Regions from separate parts of the Mus musculus genome. Here all the other regions are linked to region 2. A link is a contact called in public Hi-C, HiChIP or PLAC-seq and promoter capture Hi-C data. All regions are on one chromosome and are shown on one strand. The core of a region is the stretch at or near the end of the contact, and the rest is flanking DNA. Distances in the headings are between cores, read along the strand shown. Region 1 has its middle 16 kb from the start of Gm41111. Region 2 holds the start of Ppif (peptidylprolyl isomerase F (cyclophilin F)). Region 3 holds the start of Slmap (sarcolemma associated protein). Region 4 overlaps Gm31775 (a long non-coding RNA gene). Region 5 overlaps Gm31775 (a long non-coding RNA gene). Region 6 has its middle 21 kb from the start of Gm41110. Region 7 overlaps Gm32008 (a long non-coding RNA gene).

Evidence for each region. Promoter capture Hi-C pulls out the DNA fragments that hold promoters and counts their contacts. A called contact is a pair of places that touch in the nucleus more often than the background predicts. HiChIP or PLAC-seq counts read pairs in DNA pulled down with a chosen protein or histone mark.
Region 1: a promoter capture Hi-C map of second pharyngeal arch cranial neural crest shows a contact between it and region 2, with 5 times the contacts expected there. The contact joins the enhancer-like site here to the promoter of Ppif in region 2. A contact is called at or near these places in 10 of 39 promoter capture datasets (the 3T3-L1 cell line, the C10 cell line, embryonic stem cells and 4 more), 1 of 15 datasets of contacts at CTCF or cohesin (large pre-B cells), 5 of 484 Hi-C or Micro-C datasets (the HL-1 cell line and embryonic stem cells), 7 of 115 datasets of contacts at active chromatin or transcription factors (the SCID.adh cell line, astrocytes, bone marrow-derived macrophages and 4 more) and 2 of 9 other capture datasets (embryonic stem cells and embryonic tail).
Region 3: a contact with region 2 is called in a Hi-C map of CD8 T cells, with 6 times the contacts expected there. The contact joins the promoter of Slmap here to the promoter of Ppif in region 2. A contact is called at or near these places in 4 of 39 promoter capture datasets (the 3T3-L1 cell line, cranial neural crest, pre-B cells and 1 more), 2 of 484 Hi-C or Micro-C datasets (CD8 T cells and embryonic stem cells) and 2 of 115 datasets of contacts at active chromatin or transcription factors (both in embryonic stem cells).
Region 4: a contact with region 2 is called in an H3K4me3 HiChIP or PLAC-seq map of forebrain, with 6 times the contacts expected there. The contact joins the enhancer-like site here to the promoter of Ppif in region 2. A contact is called at or near these places in 10 of 39 promoter capture datasets (the 3T3-L1 cell line, 3T3-L1-derived adipocytes, the C10 cell line and 7 more), 2 of 15 datasets of contacts at CTCF or cohesin (large pre-B cells and pro-B cells), 6 of 484 Hi-C or Micro-C datasets (cerebellar granule neurons, cortical neurons, embryonic fibroblasts and 3 more) and 6 of 115 datasets of contacts at active chromatin or transcription factors (craniofacial prominence, embryonic forebrain, embryonic limb bud and 3 more).
Region 5: a promoter capture Hi-C map of hippocampal neurons shows a contact between it and region 2, with 4 times the contacts expected there. The contact joins the enhancer-like site here to the promoter of Ppif in region 2. A contact is called at or near these places in 13 of 39 promoter capture datasets (the 3T3-L1 cell line, 3T3-L1-derived adipocytes, cranial neural crest and 8 more), 1 of 15 datasets of contacts at CTCF or cohesin (pro-B cells) and 5 of 115 datasets of contacts at active chromatin or transcription factors (bone marrow-derived macrophages, embryonic forebrain, embryonic midbrain and 2 more).
Region 6: a contact with region 2 is called in a Hi-C map of cortical neurons, with 2.7 times the contacts expected there. The contact joins the enhancer-like site here to the promoter of Ppif in region 2. A contact is called at or near these places in 2 of 39 promoter capture datasets (hippocampal neurons and liver), 1 of 484 Hi-C or Micro-C datasets (cortical neurons) and 2 of 115 datasets of contacts at active chromatin or transcription factors (embryonic stem cells and large pre-B cells).
Region 7: a contact with region 2 is called in an H3K4me3 HiChIP or PLAC-seq map of forebrain, with 3 times the contacts expected there. The contact joins the enhancer-like site here to the promoter of Ppif in region 2. A contact is called at or near these places in 4 of 39 promoter capture datasets (the 3T3-L1 cell line, cranial neural crest, liver and 1 more), 4 of 115 datasets of contacts at active chromatin or transcription factors (cardiomyocytes, forebrain, large pre-B cells and 1 more) and 1 of 9 other capture datasets (macrophages).

The regions. Positions count from the first base shown.
Region 1 is chr14:24,997,792-25,000,491 of GRCm38.p6, reverse strand. No RefSeq gene overlaps it. Among named protein-coding and RNA genes, the nearest start is that of Gm41111, 16 kb to the right of the region's middle. Within about 2 kb of position 1,296, at least 36 of the 459 cell types and tissues checked have an H3K27ac peak or open chromatin away from gene starts, as enhancers often do. A contact at or near this core is called in hippocampal neurons and second pharyngeal arch cranial neural crest, where this site is marked.
Region 2 is chr14:25,692,841-25,695,618 of GRCm38.p6, reverse strand. Ppif (peptidylprolyl isomerase F (cyclophilin F)) reads right to left here and starts at 1,449. Exons shown (of 6, transcript NM_134084.1): 1 at 1,196-1,449; 2 at 116-146. The coding sequence starts at 1,387.
Region 3 is chr14:26,533,313-26,536,012 of GRCm38.p6, reverse strand. Slmap (sarcolemma associated protein) reads left to right here and starts at 1,389. Exons shown (of 23, transcript NM_001310445.1): 1 at 1,389-2,685. The coding sequence starts at 2,488.
Region 4 is chr14:24,770,511-24,773,210 of GRCm38.p6, reverse strand. Gm31775 (a long non-coding RNA gene) reads right to left here. Exons shown (of 3, transcript XR_874414.2): 3 at 502-681. Among named protein-coding and RNA genes, the nearest start is that of Gm31838, 9.2 kb to the left of the region's middle. Within about 2 kb of position 1,355, at least 50 of the 459 cell types and tissues checked have an H3K27ac peak or open chromatin away from gene starts, as enhancers often do. A contact at or near this core is called in cortical neurons, forebrain and hippocampal neurons, where this site is marked.
Region 5 is chr14:24,730,728-24,733,427 of GRCm38.p6, reverse strand. All of the region lies in intron 1 of Gm31775 (a long non-coding RNA gene), which reads right to left. Among named protein-coding and RNA genes, the nearest start is that of Gm31838, 49 kb to the left of the region's middle. Within about 2 kb of position 1,282, at least 34 of the 459 cell types and tissues checked have an H3K27ac peak or open chromatin away from gene starts, as enhancers often do. A contact at or near this core is called in hippocampal neurons, where this site is marked.
Region 6 is chr14:24,910,401-24,913,100 of GRCm38.p6, reverse strand. No RefSeq gene overlaps it. Among named protein-coding and RNA genes, the nearest start is that of Gm41110, 21 kb to the right of the region's middle. Within about 2 kb of position 1,255, at least 29 of the 459 cell types and tissues checked have an H3K27ac peak or open chromatin away from gene starts, as enhancers often do. A contact at or near this core is called in cortical neurons, where this site is marked.
Region 7 is chr14:24,825,276-24,827,975 of GRCm38.p6, reverse strand. All of the region lies in intron 2 of Gm32008 (a long non-coding RNA gene), which reads right to left. Among named protein-coding and RNA genes, the nearest start is that of Gm31951, 3.7 kb to the left of the region's middle. Within about 2 kb of position 1,290, at least 40 of the 459 cell types and tissues checked have an H3K27ac peak or open chromatin away from gene starts, as enhancers often do. A contact at or near this core is called in forebrain, where this site is marked.

The DNA.
Region 1 (2,700 bases), core at 47-2,546, 690 kb after region 2:
TGAAGAAAGAAGCCTCAGTCACCACCATAACAATTCAAGTTCTCTCCATCAGTTGGGATCAGATTTCCTTGCCAAAGAAGTTATTTTAAAGCTTCAAGTTTCCAGAATGCTAATTTTGGACTTGTGGATTAATTGTGGTCCTATACCAGCCACTGCCTACACTTATTTCCCTATTTTATGAAATACACCAAGAGACTGAAACTATTATTATTCCCAATATAGATGGGGAAAAATGGAGGTTCAGAGACACAGAGCTGCTTGGCAGAGGCAGAACGAAGGGCTCGCCAGTGGCAGAGCTGGGTTGCAGCCCAGAAGTGAGCAACTTGCAAGCCTAGGTACTCTGCTGACTCGTTTGTCCTGCACCCCTTCCTCACGAGTGAACAGAAGCCGTCCAACACAGCTCAGTGGGAAGCTGACCTGTGAAACTATCTGGATGTCAGAGAAGAAGAAAAGAGGAAGAGAAAAGAAGATGGGAAGAAGACGATCTTTTAAGCAGAAGGGCCGGAGAGATGAGTTAGTTGCATACCACTTGTCTCACAAGCCTGAGGACCTAAGTGTGCAACCTCAGAACTCACTTAAAAAGCCAGACACGGTAGCCCTCACCTACAATCACGGCAATTTCGAGAGGGGAGGTAGAGACAGGAGGACCCTTGGAAGTGAGGGCTGCGAACTGGGCAGCCTGGTCTAGTCGGTGAGAGGACAGGACAGTGAGAGACCCAGCCTCAAGCAATGGTGCAAAGCCCACGAGGACAGCACAGAGCATTGTCTTCTGATCTCAGGATACATGCTGTACTGTGCACATACACTCACACCCACACTTGAAACTCTCCCTACACCAACCACACATGCACATAAGGTAAATCTAAAGACATTTTTTCCTACCAACTTGCTCTGAGGTCCGGCACCAGCATTATAATGCATGCATAACACATATGTACCCTTCCTCCTCAGCAATAGAAAATATTTCTATCCCTTCCCCCCAGTTTTTGCCTACAGAATTTTGACTGTTATACCAGCTTTGCTACTCCTACTTACAGAGGAAGGGAGCTTTTAATAGGCATTGCTTTCCTTAAAGAAGGAAACCAAAGCATGGTATTTTGGAAGAGCATGGGCTTAAGGCACGTGTGGAGACATTCCCAGCAGCTCCTAGCTGGCATTTCCTGGTTGTAGGTGCTCAGGATGTTTCCTCTGTTTTGGAGATACAGTGTAAAAAAGGCCCTTACTCTACTTCTCACTCCAGACGAAAGTCTCCGCCTGGGACAGACCTTTGAACTCTGTGCAGAGCATACAGGAAACTTGAAAGCTTATGGACTCTGGACTAAGACACAGGAGTCCTTGTTCTCTCTATCACCTTGAGAAAGTCCCCATCTCTGCAAGACACAGGACTTCTTCATCTGGTGTCAGACTACAGAGAGAGTTGACTGAGTGTGTGTGTGTGTGTGTGTGTGTGTGTGTGTGTGTGTGTGTGTGGTGTGTGTGTGTGTGTGCCAATCTAGCACTCAGTGTTCTAGGTTGGAGAAAGTGTTCAAAAGCACACTGCTGTATTTAGTATGATGAACGTAGCCCAGGGCTCTGTAAAAATGTGGGTTCCTAACCCTTCAGAGGACTATGAAACTCCCTATGCAAGCATTAGGACCAGAGCTTCGACCTTCAGAACTCAGGTTTAAGTGGGGAGGTACAGAGATGACTCAGCACTTACAAGTACCGATTGCTCTTGCAGAGGACCCAGGTCTGCTTCCCACCATCCACACCGTGGTAGTTCACATTCACCAATAACTGCATTGCAGGGGATCAGATACTGCTGTCTTCTGAACATCACAGACTGATTCACACACACACACACACACACACACACACACACACACACACACACACACACAGAGAGAGGGGGGGGGGTGCAGGGGTAAGGGTACGGTGGAATACAAAGCTGAAAGATGAACAGGGATACATCCTATTTCACTGTAGAAATGACTAGAGAAACAGTAGGAGTGAAGAAAGAATCCACATGGCTCAATGGTGAGCTGAGCGACCTGGGGCCTGGGAAGATGAGGCACACACCAGAGGCGGGGTAGCTGAACAATCTGGAGGGCACACCCTACGTAGCTTGTGCTGGCTGCCTTGCCGTGACTGGATGTGACTGTGGAGTAGCCTTGGCACAGCAGGTCCAAGAGCCAGGTGAGAACAGCACAGAGTTGTCTGACAGGCTTACAAGGCCTCACTCACAAATGTGTTTGGAAAATAACCCTACAGCCAAGTTAGAACGCTACCTTCCTAGCTCCTGAGACCCCAGGGAACTGAACCGTATCAGAGTCTCTGACCCCAGGCAGGAGGCTGCAACCTGGGGGTGGGGGGGGGAGAGGGGGGAGGTGGTACTGCCCGAAACTGCCCAAAGCCACAGTGTGTGTGTTCCTATAATCAGGAGGGCCTGCTCCCGAGCTGCTGGGAAGCTAACTCTAGGCGGTGTCAGGGTAATTATCCAAGCTGCCTGAACTTTATTCACAGCCTGACAAGGTACACTCCTGGGACTTGTCACTGTGGTTAGTCGGGGGGCGGGGACCTGACATAAGGCTGATTAGGGAGTGTTTTACACAGCAAGAATCTCTCTGATCTTTAGCCGAGGAGACCCCCCCTTCCCATCTCATAGGAGAGATGCCTGCGAGGTTGAGAATAAAGAGCAGCCAGTCCAGCCCCCTTGTTTGC
Region 2 (2,778 bases), core at 200-2,699:
TCAGGGTACTCATCAGCTGTGCTTAGGTTGAGACTCCCATATGGTCATAATCTAAGTCCTAACTCCATGCCAAGCCCACCAGCCTTGCCGGGCTCACTTTCCACGTAAGCCTTACCTGCAGTCTTTGGCACGACATCTGCCTTTAACTATGGTGAAGGAAAAGGAACAGAAAAGGATGGTCAGTCCAGAAGCAGGTGCAAAAAAGATCCCCCTCACCATTCACACCCAGAGGCCAGGGCATCATGACAAAGAAGAACAGGGCCATTCCCTTCCATGACCACCAACCCTCCTCGGAACTGCCAAAGCCACTATCGTTTCTGCCAGCTGCTTCCTGAACCCAACCAAAGCTTGCTTGAGACAGCCTTAGTTTCTTATCCGAAGAAACTAGTGCCATCCTGGCCCACTTCCGGGACAGAAATGTCAGCTGGAGGCCCTCGGCATGAGTCCCTGGACCAAGAGTAAGTATCACATTAGAATTAGCTGACCTTCCTCAGTGCTGGGGGAAACTGAGGCTCACAGAAGGGAAGGAGGGGACCGTCATCCAAGCCTGCCTCATGCCTCTCAACTTCTCTTAAGAATCCCTCTTCACCAAACAGAGTTGGGGAGGTACTCCTCATTTTCCAAACGAGGAAAATGAGGCATAATAAAAAATGCCAGCTCCCCTCCCCCAGTAGATCGGCAGTCTAACTGGTACCTTTGTTCAAAGCAGAACAGCCTAAAGGCTCCTGGGATGGCCTCCTGATAACCTTGGTGTCTGTTTCCTACTTTTCTTTTTAAGGGTCAAATCTCAGGGAATGGAGAGGGCTTGGGCAGCCAGAACCTTCTCACTTGCATTCCCTGTGTCTCCTCTTAGGCAACCAGGCCTTGGGGGCGGATCCGGAGTGCGCTCAGGCCACCACGTGAGCACCTGGCAACACCTGGACCTCAGCTACCCACCCCAGAGCTCTGGGTCCAACCTCGGACGCAGAGGGTCTAGGAAGCCCAACGTCGGTCCAGGCCGGTCAGTGGGCTGTCACTCAGTACGATCTGACCTTGACCTTTTCCTCCACACCCCCCAGGGTTTTGAAAAGCCCCGAACGGACCAAGCTGATGCCGCCTCTTCTGAGAGAGGGAAACTGAGGCTCAAGGTCACCTGATGTGCCAGGCACAGTACAGGGCCCGGGAAGTCCAGGTTTTCCAAATGTCCAAGCCTCACCTCCAGCACCACGCGGCCGAGCGGCTGTCCATCGGCGCCCACGTCCAAGTACACGAGCGGGTTCCCGGAGGAAGAGTTCGCGCCGCGGGCTCCGCCGTCGCTGCAGGTACGGGTCGCGGAGAGGAGCAGCGGCGCGGAGCGCGGGCCGGAGAGCAGACCGAGCAGGCGGGGGCCGCAACGCAGCGCTAGCATCGCTGTCGCGGGTCGGGCGAGGGCGCGCGGAAGAACTCAGAGCAGACACAGGCAAGGTCGTACGACCCAGGAAGCGATACCTAGGCCGCGCGCCGCCGCCTTTATTGGTCGGCTGGCTTCGAGACCACGCCCCCCTCCACGCCTCCGCCGCGCCCCCTCGGAACCTGTTCGCTAGCGTCCCCTGCCGGTTGCCGCTGGCAGCGTAATCGGCTCGTGCGTTGTGCCCCGCCCTCCATCCCTACACACTGAGCCGGAAGTCCTTTGAAAGTGCTTCTAGATCAAGAGAAAGGTTGATCCTGAGATTCAGAAAGACGTGGGGGGGTGTAGGTGGGGGAATCTGAGGTGGCTCAGAAAGGGAGAGATAACAGAAAGAACAGAGAAGCAGAGATACAGTCTAAGACACCCACAAGGTGACCTCAGGCTGCCGGCTCCAGGGCTGAGTTTGTCTCCTTTTGCTTCTAGAGACCAGATCCTCCGCCAGGACTGAAAATACAGTTTGCCGAACCAATAGTGCATCTGCCAGGCCTCAGTCCCAGCCCACTCTGACAGCCCTTGTCTGTTCCCACCACCTCCAGCCAGGCCAGCAGAGTGCGGGGCTAGATTTACACCCCCTGGAATGCCCCCTAGATTTACATTCACCTGGAATAAACTTCCTTGCCAACTGCACCACACCTGCAGGTAACTTCCTAAGCAACCATTCTCTAGGGATGCCAGGAAGTTGGCAGTGTGTGATATAAAAGGAAAGGAGCCTGCAGAAGAGCCACAGGCAGGACTTTAAACCCTGGTGCACTGGGCACAGCACCAGCCTGGGAATCAAATGAATGCCAGCCAGCGAGAGCATGTGAGCCAACACAGTTAGGAAACTGAGGCTCAGAAAGAGAAAAAGGCTCTAACTAGGGCTAGAAAACCCTGGTTCCCTACTGCTGGATTCAGCCAGTCCTGCAACCAAGGAAGCGATGAGAAATTACCCTGCTTTCTACTCATACCTGTTCTGAGGATAAACAAACAAGAGAGAGAAGCATTTGTTAACTGTTAAATGCTGTTCTGTGTTCAACAGCGATGGGCATAGCCTAGACTGTGTGCTCAGAGCATAGCGGGGAATCTCCAGTGCAAGGTCCCAAGGTCCTGAGAGGCGGGAGCAGGAAAGGAGCTGAGAGCCTTAGGAGCCGGGGAGCCTGGCCTGTCCCACCCAAGATTCAGTTGGGGGGTGTGTGTGTGTGGAGAAGCCATGCTGGTCCAAGTAGTCTATGAAATCAGGGCATGCTCCCCGCCTCACACATGGCAGCCTGAACCCTCTTGTGATGGTCCACAGCTCTCTGCTTTGTGCTACTGGCCTTGATGGGTTGTATACCAGTCCCTAGTCTAGGGTGGGTCTCACCCAACCCCACATA
Region 3 (2,700 bases), core at 140-2,639, 840 kb before region 2:
ATGTTATAGAAGAGAAAAAGTATCCTAAAGAAGTTTAAAGCCATGTCCAACGTTTCTCAGGGAAGTCTGTGGTCACAGGAATCTCAAGAATGAAGTCAACACTGATTTGAAGAGATTAAGATTCTCTACAGTCTTTCCTAAGGTTTTCTTTCAGCTCGAGCCACGGTTTTTTCTTCTTTGGAACAATGACTCCATACATACTGGTCTTTCTCCTCGCAATTCCCAGGCTTAACACAGACTTCAGGATTGTTGGTTGGGTTATTCTCTGTATTTTCCTATTAGTAACTTTCGACCTTGACCCCTCTTTGGAAACGTGTTTTAAAACTTTCTGGTCTCAAGTAGGGTGTGGTGGCGCACACCTTTAATCCCAACACGCTGGAGGCAGTGGCAGGTAGATTTCTGAGTTGTAGGCCAGCTTGATCTACTTAAAGGGCTCCTGGACAGCCAGAGAAACCCTGTCACTAACCCTACCATTACCCCAACAAAATCCTCCCCCACTCCAAAAAACCCCCCACAACTTTCTGTTCTCCACGTTAGAACCCACGAAGGAGTTCTGAGAAACATAGTCGCATCAGTGAAAAGGACAGGAATTTGGGATGGAATTCATAAAGCCCGGTGAATTAGCAGAGGGAGGAAAGTCCTTCAGGTGTCATTAAGTCTAGGGACTTGTGGAATTTGGTCATCTGTAGAGCAGTGGTGAGTGACTCAGTTGCCCACAGCTACGATGACTGCTAATGAGTATGTCCTTTGCATGGAATTATTCTCCGCACGTGTTAGTATTTTCAGTGAGAACTGTAGTAAACACACTTAGTACACGTAGGTACTTGTAGGTACTTTCTTATTCATATGTTGCCGCTGTGTGTGCTTTTGAAACATTCAACCCCTCAAAGTTTCTCTTGCCCTTAACCAAAATGGCCCTTAAGGTTGTCTGGAGCTTTGAAGCTTCTGGCCCTTAACAAAGATGGCGCCAGGGGTCATGTTAAAAATAAGCTTGCCTTCTTCCCTGCCAGTGACAAACATGGCTTCCACGGCGTCAATCACATGATACCCCCTATCTACGGCACGGGAGCCGGCGGAGGAGGGCCCTTGAAAAGGGTGCGCGTTCCCGTGGCGGTGCACCCGGTAGGTTTCAGTCAGAGTCACTATGGCGGCCAACGCTGGCAAGGTAAGCTGAGGCGGCGGCGGAGGTGGTGGCGGCGGTGGCGGCAAGGGAGGAAGGAGCCGACGTTCCGTCCTGGCTCCGGAATCCCGTAGCCTGAGCAAGGAGAGGTCGCCCGAGGTCGGAGGCAGCGGCCGGGGACTGGCGGGGGCTGGCTGAAGGGGGCGAGGGCTGAGGCGAGCGGGCGCCGGTCCCTGACTGCCGTTTGTTTTGGTGTCTCCCCGCCTAGGTCGGAAAGTTTCCTGCCTCGTCCGCCACCGCCTGAGCTTGCCGCACTGGCTGCGAGTGGAGGAGGCTGCGGCGGACCCAGCCCCGGCCTCCAGGCCTCTCCCTCCACCTCCGGGCCAGCCTCCCTCCCCCACCCCGTCGTCCTGCGGGAGCCGCCAGTCCCTGCGATGCGACCCTCGCGAGGACGCTCCTGAGGGGAGGTGGCCCATGTGCTGAGCAGCAGAGCCCGAGAGCTCCGAGAAACCAACTTCCCGCCGGCCCGCCCGTCGGCCCGCTCGCCCGCCCGGTCGCCCGAGCCTCCCCGGGGTAGCTCCTCGCTCTGTCCGCACCGGCCTGCAGAGCCGGGTCCCCGCCCTGGTCGCGGGGACACCCGTCAGGTGCCCGGGACTCGCGACCCAGACGCCGCCCGTGCCCCGGCAGCCCTCCCACGCCTCCAGCCCGGGATCGCAGCCTCGGCTCACGCTGGGCCGGGGACCCCTGCCACTCCCGGGCGGCCTCGGCGCAGCAGGGCAATGCAGCCCGGCCCGCTGGCCCTCTAGTCCTCCTCGTCCGTCCCCGCACCTCTTCTCAGCCCCGAGGCCCCGCGGTGGCTGCCCGGAGGTCCTCCGCGCCTCTTCCTTGAGCCCCGAAGGACCTTCCTGGCTGCGCGAGTCAACCCTCTTCATGCTGCAGTGCTGCACCGTTTCCGCTACCGAAGGGGACAAGCGGCCGGGATCTCAAACAAAACACAAGAACTGGTGTGTGACTCATCTGCTCGGATACCTCCTGTCCCCAAACTGTCTTCCAGGAGTTTTCTTGGCCGAAGCTGCCCAATGTTTGAGCCTTTTCTTCCTAGGGAAGATGGACTGAAAGCTGCTAGTTGGGGACTTTTTTTGGTCAAGGTGCCTCTGTATTTTAAAGGAGGTGATGGGGCTTGCGCTGGCTTGTCCTCCTGCCCAATTGAAGAGTTGTTGATGTTCACTGGTTATGCTTAGACAATGCGCAGTTTGTTTTAATTTAAAAATTTTGGGGGGTTAGGGGGTGTAGGCTTGAGAAGAGCATTCCGAACCTGGAGGAGCTCCTCATTGTCCCTGGTCCAGACACCCCCCAGCCTGTCCTCGATGCCGTCAGCCTTGGCCATCTTCACTTGCCGCCCGAACTCGCACCCGTTTCAGGAGCGTCATGTCTACCTGGACGAGCCCATCAAGATCGGCCGCTCGGTGGCACGCTGTCGACCAGCGCAGAATAATGCCACCTTTGATTGCAAAGTGCTGTCAAGGAACCATGCCCTCGTCTGGTTTGATCACAAGACGAGCAAGGTAATGTCGCTATAG
Region 4 (2,700 bases), core at 106-2,605, 920 kb after region 2:
GCGTACAGGGATCCGTAGGTTCTGTCTCCAGTACCACATGAAACTGGATGTAGTGGTATTCTGGTAATCCCATTTCTCAGGAAATAGAGGCAGGAGGATCAGAAGTTTACAGACTCATCCTCTCTTCCATAGTAAATTTGAAGTGACCCTAGTCTACACGAGACCCTGAACAAAAACCAAAGAACCTTAAAAATAGCTGAGAATATAGCTCAGTGGTAGATCATTTGCCTAACATAGATTTAATTCCCAGTTTCACAGAAACTGCAAAGTGGTACTTGTTTTCTTTTGTTATCCATGATGCTCTGGGTCCTCTCTGGGTCCCGACTGGATACAAAGCTTGGCAGAGTTCAGGCAACTGTTTAAAGTGCTGCAGTGTTCGCATATAGCCTGTCAAACCTTCCTTGGCACACAGAGTCAGATGCCTCAGTGCTCAGTGCTGTGGGAAGAGCTACGACACTGTGTTTTTTCCAGAAACAGTGAGGACAAAAAAGACAACCCATGTCCAGAGTAGATCTGACGTTTATTCCAAGTATGTTTGCTCCAGAATCAGTTGACCTTGGATTTGAACCCACAGACAGGGAAAGGGACACATGCTCCTTAAAGAGGAATCCTAAAGATATCTTCTGTGCCCACAGCGGAGGGTGGAAGTGGTGAGGCCAGTTAAGATGTCCATGGAACAATCTAGGGAAATGACAACCTTAGATTAGGCTAAGAAGTAGGCTTCCAGGAGAGAAGTGGCCATTGCTCATGGAAAAAGTACCCTCAGACCTGTGACCTGTGCAGCAGGGGTGAGGCGCTAAGACCACAGTGGAGGCTCTTTGTTTCACTTCCCTGAGTGGAGAAAGCTCAGCTGGGCAGCAAGCCAGGTGTGGAAAGAGAAGATGAAGCCATTTTCTGTTGGGTGTAGCCCTCTGCTTAGAGCAGAGATGTTAGCAAGGTTCACACAAATCACACAAGGCTTTCTCCAGCTTCCGGAGCTCTGGGCGCCCCTTGTCAGGAACTGACTCCCAGTGGGAACTAACAGAGAAATAATGGCTAATATTTCATCAGCGTGGCAGGAAGATCATCCCATGTTTCTAGAAACATTAAAAAAGAGACTGAGGCTTTGGAGGGAGAACAGCCCTGATTCTCATTAGCAATTGCAAATAAGAGTGCCCAAACACTGCTTGCTCTATGAGGCTTTTGTTTGTCTGCAAGAAAGAAAGTACCTGTTTCAGAGCCAAGAGACCCTGAGCTAGCACTCAGGAGCCTGGTAGGACCCTGCTGCTCACTTGCTCCCTTAGAGTCTCTAAGCAGCTCAGCTTCTGAGTATGTTGGAGGAGGAGGCTGAGGGACTCTTCCATTCAGAGGTGGGCATGAGTCACTTTCTGCAGAACATGGAGTGTTCTGCCAACTCAAGAGCAGATTCACCAACATGGGAAGGGCGTGGATGATATGTCTTGCTATTTCTGTGGAGTGCTCTCTCAAGACCTGAGCCCACTACATTCCAGACTCTATCCTGGACCACAATGGCTAAGATTCACAGCAGCAGGCACTATTGTAAGCTATTTGTATTTAATCCTCACAATAGCTCCAGGATATGGATACTTCCATATGCCTGGTTTAGAGAGGAAGAAGGTAAGCTGAAAGGAGGCAGATTCAGTTGGCCGAGTGAATCCCACCGCCCATCTGCCCATCTGACTTCCTGCCTATCTTACTTTCCAACACTCTTACCCTCACCTTGTCCTGCCTCTTGAGACCTGTGAGTCTCCAAAGGTCTTTCACACACTCCCAGCTGAAGTTTGGGTGTAAGCCCAGAAAAGAACTGAGGTTCCCAAAGCCCCCAAAGACCTGGGTGCAAATCCTGCTGCTACCACTTGGGGACACACAGCCCTGAGCATCTTTTGGCTTACGTGGGTATTTTTTTCAATTGATTGTGTTCTAGCATGACTTGTGCAGAGAAAGAAGGTTGGTTGAGGAGAAGCCAGGCTCTGGGGTGGGCCAGATGCTCTCCCACCAGCCTCCTCTCTGGCCACTCACTAAAGGGATCCTCAGGCTCCTTGAAATACTCTGTTCCCCTCATGGGCTTTAGTCTTTGTCTCCCAGCCTCAGGCCACCTCTGCTAGGAAGCCCTCCATCATTCTATGCCTTGAGTGCTCCTCTCCAGGCATCCAGGGCTCTCTGGACCTGCCATCCATCTGGAAATACAGCACACAATGGCTACCCGATATTTCAGGGTATCACAACTTCTGCTGTCACTAAGGGTAGGAGGATGACGATGGTCAATTTCTTCAGCTTGCATTCAAAACATCCCCCTTCCCCAGTCTTCATGCTCTGGAGAAGCCTGTGACCTCATTTCTGTAACCTCCCCCATCCATTGTCCCTATGCACACACAGGACCTTTGTCCAAACCCACTTCCCAGCCCCCCACCCAGGGGCCAGGAGGGGGGGTACATTCTGAAATACAAGGATATTCTTGCCAAACTGCCCTGGGGACAGTCCTTGAAAGGGAGACCTGAGGCCAGGCAGAGGGGTCAGGTTACTAGAGAGATAATCTGATTATATCCAGTCAATGGGGGTGGGGGGTGGGGGTGGGGAGGGAGAACCAGAGCCTTGAGCCTGGAAAAACTGGAGAAATAAACCAACCAGGAAGCCCCAAGTGGGGACGGAATGCAGAAGCCAAAAGTCCTGAGTCGCCCTTTCCACTTCACCCTCATCCGA
Region 5 (2,700 bases), core at 33-2,532, 960 kb after region 2:
CAGTTTTTGTCTCTAGACGTGGGCTGACAGGCTGGTGCAGCGTAAGTAGACTGAGAGAAGGGAGAACAGTTGAGAACACTTGCTTGCCTTTGCCAAGGACCCAGGCTTGGTTCCCAGCCCATACATCAGTGGCTCACAACCTCCTGTAACTCCAGCTCCAGGGGATCCAACACCCTCTCCTGACCTCCACAGACACCTGCTTGCATGTAACACGCATACATGCAACCAGACACACATGCATACACATGAAATAAAATAAGTCATTTTTTAAACGAGTGAACAAAGTGGATGGGAAGAAGCCAGTGTCTCTCAGCTTTGACACTGTTGGGTTTAGGGGTGAATAACTACGAGCTGTAGGGGTGTCCTGGGTGGCAACATCTGGGTCTCTGAGGCCCTCCAGATGCAAATGTTCATCTTCTATGCTATCACATCCAAAATTGCCCCCAGGACCCTCTCTCACATGTAAAACAAAATCCTAAGCTTATGTCACTAACTGAAAGAGGAACCCCAATATTTATCTATATGTCCAGTGGGCAGGGGTTGTCCCAGCACCAGAAGCTCGGAAGGGCAGAAAGGATGCTGAGCAGCTTCGGAGCTCTGTGATGAGAGGGGAGAATGGAGTTGGCGTTGGGTTGGCCTGGTGGTGGTGGTGGTGTTGGAGTAACGTTAACAGCAGACCACAGACCACAGGGCAGGCATGACTGAGAAGGTGAGAGGAGATTCAGACCAGACACCAGCCAGGGACAAAATAAAATAAAATAAAAGCCCAAGGCTCGGTAGATTGAACAACAGAAATCCCCATGCAGTTCTTGGATTCTTTGACAGGTGGCCTTGCAAAGCTGCCCCCTCTCTCAGCTTTGAGGCCAGCTCCGTGAAGTGTATTCTCCCACCCAGGAGGGCTGTGGATCAAGGTGGTCTTAGCAGATCTTCTCGGATGAATTAGCTGGTGACATTGAAGCTATAAATCAGCTTTCTTATTATCACACACACACACACACACACACACACACACACACACGTGTGTGTGTGTGCACTTCCCTACACTGATTTGTTTGTTTCTGAAAAATCCTTTCCACCCACACTGAGCTGGGATTACAAGAGATAGGACTGACTCAGCCATTTCCCTGTCTCTAGCATAAAAAGCTCTAAAAAGAATAATTTAAGCTTCTCTGGAGTGAGGTCATTTAATGAATCTTCTCAATGCTAAGAGGTTTTATATGCCTTTTTAAAAACCCTCCCCCAAGCACAGGGCTATGATATTACCTTGGAGAGCCAAGAGATGGAGTGATACACGTATGCACAGCACACTGGGAGGAAGGAGGTGGTTTCCTTGGCAACAACATCCATGTTCTGGCTTCCCTTGGCTAAATTGGAATATATTGAAATATCTGCTTTGGGCGCCCCTCTCCCTCTCTCTCTCGAAGGGAAATGAGTGGTTTTCCTATTCCATAAGCCTGCAGCTGGGGAGAGATGTTCTGTGAGTTTGATGCATCTGAATGGGGCTAAGCAGCCTGAAGGCTGGCAAAAGTCCTCAGCTTGGCTTTGCAAAACCCAAGCCATACTTCTTTGAGCCAAGGGGAGAAGAAAAAAGAAGCAAAGGAGGCCTTACCCTTCTAGTCCAGACGAAAGCCTTACCCTTCTGGTCCATCTTAGGCTGCCTGCATACCTGCCTCTCTGGTGTGTTTCTGGGCAAACCCAACTTTACAGCCTCCAAAATCTGTGTACTATGTCTGCAATGGACAGAGGCTGGAAGGAAAACAGTGGTCTTCAGATCAGATCTGTTCACATCCTTGCCATAGGAACACAGCTACATACCCAAAGCAGGGTACCCACACAGAGAGGATGATAGTGTCATGTCTGTGGACTTGAGTCTTCGGCCTGACTTAGCATAAGTTCTGTGAACTCTATAACCTCAGTTCCTTTTCTGTAAGGTAGATGCAGGCATTCTTCCTCCAAGGGTCAGATAAGGTGAGCTGTACAATCCCTGGCCCCTTGGAGACATTTCATTCTGTTTTCTTCCTCGTGTCAAGAAGTAAACAACATTCTATATCTTTCCAATAAGGGAGATTTACCAGAAGGAAGAGAGTGTCTTGGAGAGCAGGAGAAACTTCACCCCAAGAGCCCACGTCTCTTTATTTGCATAGCTTTGTTCATAGGGTGCTATTATAGAGCTCAGATGGCCAGACTGGGAAGAGTTTGAATAGAACAGAGAACAGATTCAGGTATAACTTGAGAGCCAGCCACCAGCCTCAGAGGGAGGGGGACAGGACAGGACAGGGCCAGACAGGAGAATGGATAGGAACATTAGCCTTCAGCAGGGCCAAGGAGGACTAACAATTAGAAGTCAAAGTTTGTCGAGGAGGCCAGCTGTGTGTCCCTGGGACATGGCCTAGAACATGGTTTGTTCTCTCCAAGACTCAGGTTGAATATTTTTAAATTTTTAATTGCAACTATTTTGTATGGGAGGTGATGATATGTGTCAGGGTGGGGTGTGGGTAGGGGTGGGTGTACATGCCAGAGTATGTGTGTGGAGGTCAGAGGACAATATTAGAAAAGTAGTTCTCTCCTTCCATCATGGTCAACTCAGGTCATAAGTCTTGGCAGCAAGTACCTTTACCCAACGAGCCATCTTGCTTGCTCCAAGACATTAGAATTTGATTGTCATCACAGCAGTATTACCTACTTTTCACTCCCAGGACA
Region 6 (2,700 bases), core at 6-2,505, 780 kb after region 2:
CACAGCATCCTCTCTTGACTGCCCTGGGAAACCAGAGGGGAAAGACAGATGTTCATTTATCCCTTTGGCTGCTGTAATGAGATCCCACAAAGATTAGCTTCAAACAACACATATACACAGTCCCACCACTGTGGAGGATACAGGTCCTAGCAGGGTTGCTGATGAGGCTATGCTTACTGTAGCTCTAGGGAGAATCCTTCCTGGCTGCTGGTGCCTGGTGTTCTAGGGGCTCTTCAGTTGGGAGATGCAGTACTCCATCATGCCCCATTTCCATGTCTCCTCTCTAAGCGTCTCTATGTTTTCCCTCCTTGTTGTCCTGTGTCCACACTTCCTCTTCATACAAGGAGTCAGTTAGACTGACTCAGTGTCCCATTTAGAGTCAACATTTTAACTGACTCAACTCTATAAGACCTCAACTTCTAGACACATCTAAAAACCTGGGGGTGTCAATGCACTTAGTTAGGGGAGACATAACTAAATTTATAACTACATAGTAAGAAAGAGAAACATACAGTGTCACCTGTCACCTGTCACCAGGCCACCCATGTGGTCGGGAAAGTAGCTCTGAAGCAAATGTGGACAGAGCTTGTGCCTGGTCTACACTGATGGCTCACGTATTGAGAAGGGGATTATTTCTACTCTTGAAAATGACTGAGAGGTTCCAGAATGTACCTCAATGTCCTTGAGGGGTGGCTTCCTAGCCAGGCATATGTGTAAGCATTCAAGGGCAGCAGAGAAAGCTGTATCTTATTCTCACCTCCAATATGCCATTATATACCCAAGATGTATCTGGGGGCCAGGCCTGGGGCAATCAGTGTGACATAGAGTAAATAAAACCAAGCAGGGGAAAATGAACTCAGGAGGTAATGACCTGGTAGCCTGTGAGAGGAGGAGGGGTCTGGTGGACCCTCCCTCGGGATGGGAGATTCTGTCCAGCAGCAAGATTAGGGCAGAGCCTGTATGAAAAGATGCTCAGGGGTCTGACTCAGACCAGTTCTGGGCACATCTTTTTCTTGACCCTCCAGGGAAGTCTGCATCCCACAGAAGGACTTTACTACTCTCTCCCCCTACACACACACACACACACACACACACACACACACACACACACACACACACACTGGACAGCGGATGTAGATTTTACGTGTGTCTGCAGAAGGCTAAAACTGTCTTCAACCAGAGCCACAGTGATCAGATGCTGTCTCAGACAGGGATGCAAGCATTTCCTTAGTTGGAAGAACTTGGGCAGACTGTGCCAGAAGTGGCTTATAAATAGACCGCTACCTCCTCCCTCCTTCTCTTCGCCCAGGCTCCTGGTCCCAAGTCTTTCTCTCCCATTTGGCACAGTCCCAGGTGGGTTTTAATTAACAGTCCTGCCTTCTCTGCTGCGCACATCCAGGTTTGCCCAGGCCTGGAAAACACTTCTCTCTCTTTCTCCTCTGGCTTTGGGGCTGAGCGGAAGCTTTTTGGAATCTTTAGACAATCTTAGAAATAGAATGACATCTCTCTCCTGTGGCACCTCTTGCCTGACAGGAAGGAATGTGTGGAAGAATGCTACCTACCCTCTGTGAAGGGGTGGCCTTCAGCCTTGGGTTTGGCAAAGAGGCCTTTACTCTGTTGGGCATCAGCCTTCATTAGAATACAGTGGGTTCCCCAAAGTAATGGAGAGGTCTGTAAACAGTGCCCTGTGCCCGCCATTGCCATCTCTAGCCCCCACAAACAGATTGTGTCTCTATCTAGCCACCTAATGCATCACTGTTCCCCTTTCAATTTAGTGAAGCAGCCTCAGCCGAATTGGACATGTGCCATTCTCACCCATTACCAGTAAGGGTGACCACTGTGTCAGTCAGTTCTCTGCTGTTAGAACAGTTCCCGAGACAAAACAACATATAAAGAGAAAAGGTTTCTCTTAGCTCATGCTTTAGATGTCTTACTTTGGGCCTGTGGAAGTCTGTTGTGGTGGGAACATATAAAGGAACAAAACCACTTGAATCGTGGGTAAGAGAGAAAGGAAAAGAGAGGGGTTTCTTATTCTCTCCAACTCCAAAAATAACCCCTAATGACATAAAGGTCCCTTACTAGGGGGACCTCCAAAAAGGTGCCACCTCCTCCTAGTTAGCTCTATGCTGAGGACTAACCCTTCAATTCATTGGCCTTGGAGAAAATTATAGATCAAAACTGTAGCACCCACCTGCACTACTGAACCTTTCCCACCTCTATGCCTCATTCCCTTTATAATCTGAACACAGGCATCTCTGCCAGAAGCATCTCTTGTGCCCATCCCTGTGTCCCATCCCTGTGCCTTCATCTGCTCATTCTTCTCAGGGTACCTTTTTCAACCAGAACAAGAGCCTCATTTCCCAAGGGGAAGCTGCTGGCGAACAAATGATATTTGTTGTGCTGCCAAGGGAAGGGGCAGCTTGGGATAAATTAAGTTAGAGGGCCTTGGATGCCACAACCCCCAGGACAGCAGTGAGACATAGCAGTAGACTTAATGCTCTCAAGATGCTTGCTCGGCCTCATCTGACTCAGTGGTTCCCAGGCTTTATCCCCAAAACATCTACTAAGGGCCTCCACCCATGGTGTGTGTGGAGCCTTGTGGACCTACTTTCAGAAGAACCACATAGTATTTAGGGTTCATTGATTCCTCCCATGGTGGGTCCGTGGGTGGCCATGGCAGTGGGGAGCCATGCTTTATGT
Region 7 (2,700 bases), core at 41-2,540, 870 kb after region 2:
TCTGCAGCAGACACCCATAGTGGATTAACTAGCTGAGGCCCAGCACCACTGCGGCAGCACTGCAGTCAGGATGAAATAGAGCCCTGGAAAGCCAGCAGAGCCGAGCCCATAAAGCATTTCTCTCAGCCCAGAATTGCCTGGTGCCTGTCACAGGAGGAAATGACTGCCTAGGATACAGCAGACAGAATGGGAGAGGAGAAACTGTGGCTTCTCTTGGCCCCTACTACACACTGGAGGGTTTGGGGAGGGGGAGGGGAGGATCAATGCTAGGCTAGACAGGAGCCAGATGTAGTTTTGTAGATTGCAAGGGCCAGAGAGAGTAATATAGGTCCTATTTGCAGCTGTCTCCGTTAGAGACCTCAGGCACTGGGCACATTTTTGTAGGAGAGCCCCATGGTGCTCTCCTAACAGAAGAGTTAGGACTCTGCTGTACTGATATGTCCATCAAACCTGCCTCCTTGGGGAATGTGGTGCCTTCCAGAGAGAACAATGGGCACTCAGAGGAGGGGGGGTTGTGCGCGTGCGTGCATTTGTACACATGTGCGTGGTCTCCCAGACACCGCCAAAGGAAGAGATCAATTTAGAGAATTAGAGGCCAGCCCACTTTGCATGGCTTCTAGGAAGCATGTTCGGTAAATAAGGATTCAAGAGATGAGATGTTTCATCGTTCAATTAATTTTAGCCTTGGATCTCAGGCGGTGGGGTTGTGGGGAGGGTGCAGAGAGAGTAATCAATACCAAGCATTCAGCTTGCTAACACGAAGCACATTTCATACAAAGCTGGACATTTTTCTCCTTGTCATACAGAATTATCTTAATTATCGTTTCAAGGAAGAGCCTTATATAGCATCATCTAGTAGTCCAGGAGGCGGCTCAGAAACTCGTCACAGGAATAATTTATGATTTTTCTTTCTAACATCTTGGTCTTGTTTGATATGCTTGCCATTTCTCCCTGACAGGGAGGTCGATTAAATCACATTTATATTGTAAACGTATGCATTGCTTTTTACCCAAGGCGCTGGATGAAGAGATACAGGGGCCCCAAGGGAGGGAGAAGCCAATCCACTTTCATATTGCAAATTTCTGCTGTTTGGAAGAAATGAATGGTTGCCAGGGAGAGCTGGGAATTACTTGGGGATGCAAATGTTATTTTAGAACCCTTTGGAGAGGGTTTTTTTTTCTCCCTCCCCCACCTCCTCCAGCATTTTCCCTTCTCAGGCTGTTAATAGAGGCCAGTCTCTAAGCAAAAGCTAACGGAATGCACTTCACGGCAGGCATTCTTGGGGGATTGGCCTGCACCAGATTTCTAGCTGGCCGACCTCAAGCAGGCTGCCTCTTGGCCTGGAGGCGGGGTGGCAGATGCAGAAAGAGAAAGAGAGAGAGAAAAAGGAGCTATTCATATTTTTGCAAAGGCATTGCTTCCTCCCACCTGATGGAGGAGGCCACTCTGGAAGCTGGTGGTTGGGGACATGGGGGAGGGGCTGGTGGTGGGGAGGGAAAGACAGCAAGACGAGGGGAAAGGTCATTAGCAGAGACCAGGAAGAAGTGACGCCAGGCACCATCATTAACCTAACCGAACTAATTAGGAAACATTCAAGTTTTATAAATTATGCAAGACGCTCAATTTATACTTTTTCAAATTCCTACCATAACATAGATAATGAGGGAACATTTACAGTAACAGTGTAACCTAATCAAGAAACCCTTTCATTAGCATGAAATCTTCCAACACGGTGTTTGCGAGCACAACAAACGGAATTATAGATGCCAGGGGAGGCCGGGGCTGGGGGCGGGGAGCTGGATTGTGGGGAGGAGGGGCAGGGGTTGTCTTTTGCTTAAGTGGCAAGGCCCCTAGCTCTTAGAAGTCATCCCCTCCCATCCTCAGCATGAAACGGGGCTCTCTTTGCATTCAGTCTTGCCAAAGGAATGGAAAGGTCTGGAAGGACCTTCTGACTTACTATACTCTAGATGATTTACAACTACCTCCTCTGTCTTGGCCCTCTAATCCTGGGAGACAGATAACTACAGCATAGATCAGCCTTTTCCACAGGCCTGGTTTTTCCCTGCAGAGGTCAGAAGTCAAAGTCTGCTGAGGCTCAGGCTCCATGAATGCAGATAGATGCCGTCCACTGCTATAACTTTGCCTGATGGTTCCGAGTTCACCACTGGTAGATGGAATACAGTGAGCACGGTCCAAGAGCTACTGGGGAATCCCAAGACTCAAAGAGATTCTGACATATCACCCGATTCCCAGATCAGTAAAACCAGCTGGAACCCACAAGAGAAATCCATACCAATAGGGCATGATGGTAAGTGCCTGTTATCATACCAATGGGAAGATAGAGGAAGGAAGACTGGGAGTTTCAGTATCAGCCTTGTCTACATTTCATGGTTGAGATCAGCCTGGGCTATATGAGAGCCCATCCCGAGGGAAACACCTTGCCTGCTAAAAAATGAAGAACCCTTTTGAGGCCTTGGGGAAGGGGTAAAACCTTTGGTCTCTTCTGCTGCTGGCTTCTCTGTACCAGTGGTTGAACAGAGGTCCCTACTATTTAGTGTAGTCTGCTATCAAAACACAACCATAGATTGTATTTCAAGAATGTGATTTATTTCCCGCAATGCCAGTGACCAGAAATCTAACATCAAGGTGATGCTGAGTAGACTTTGTTCCCAGGCTAATATACTTGTCTCAGGCTGTGTG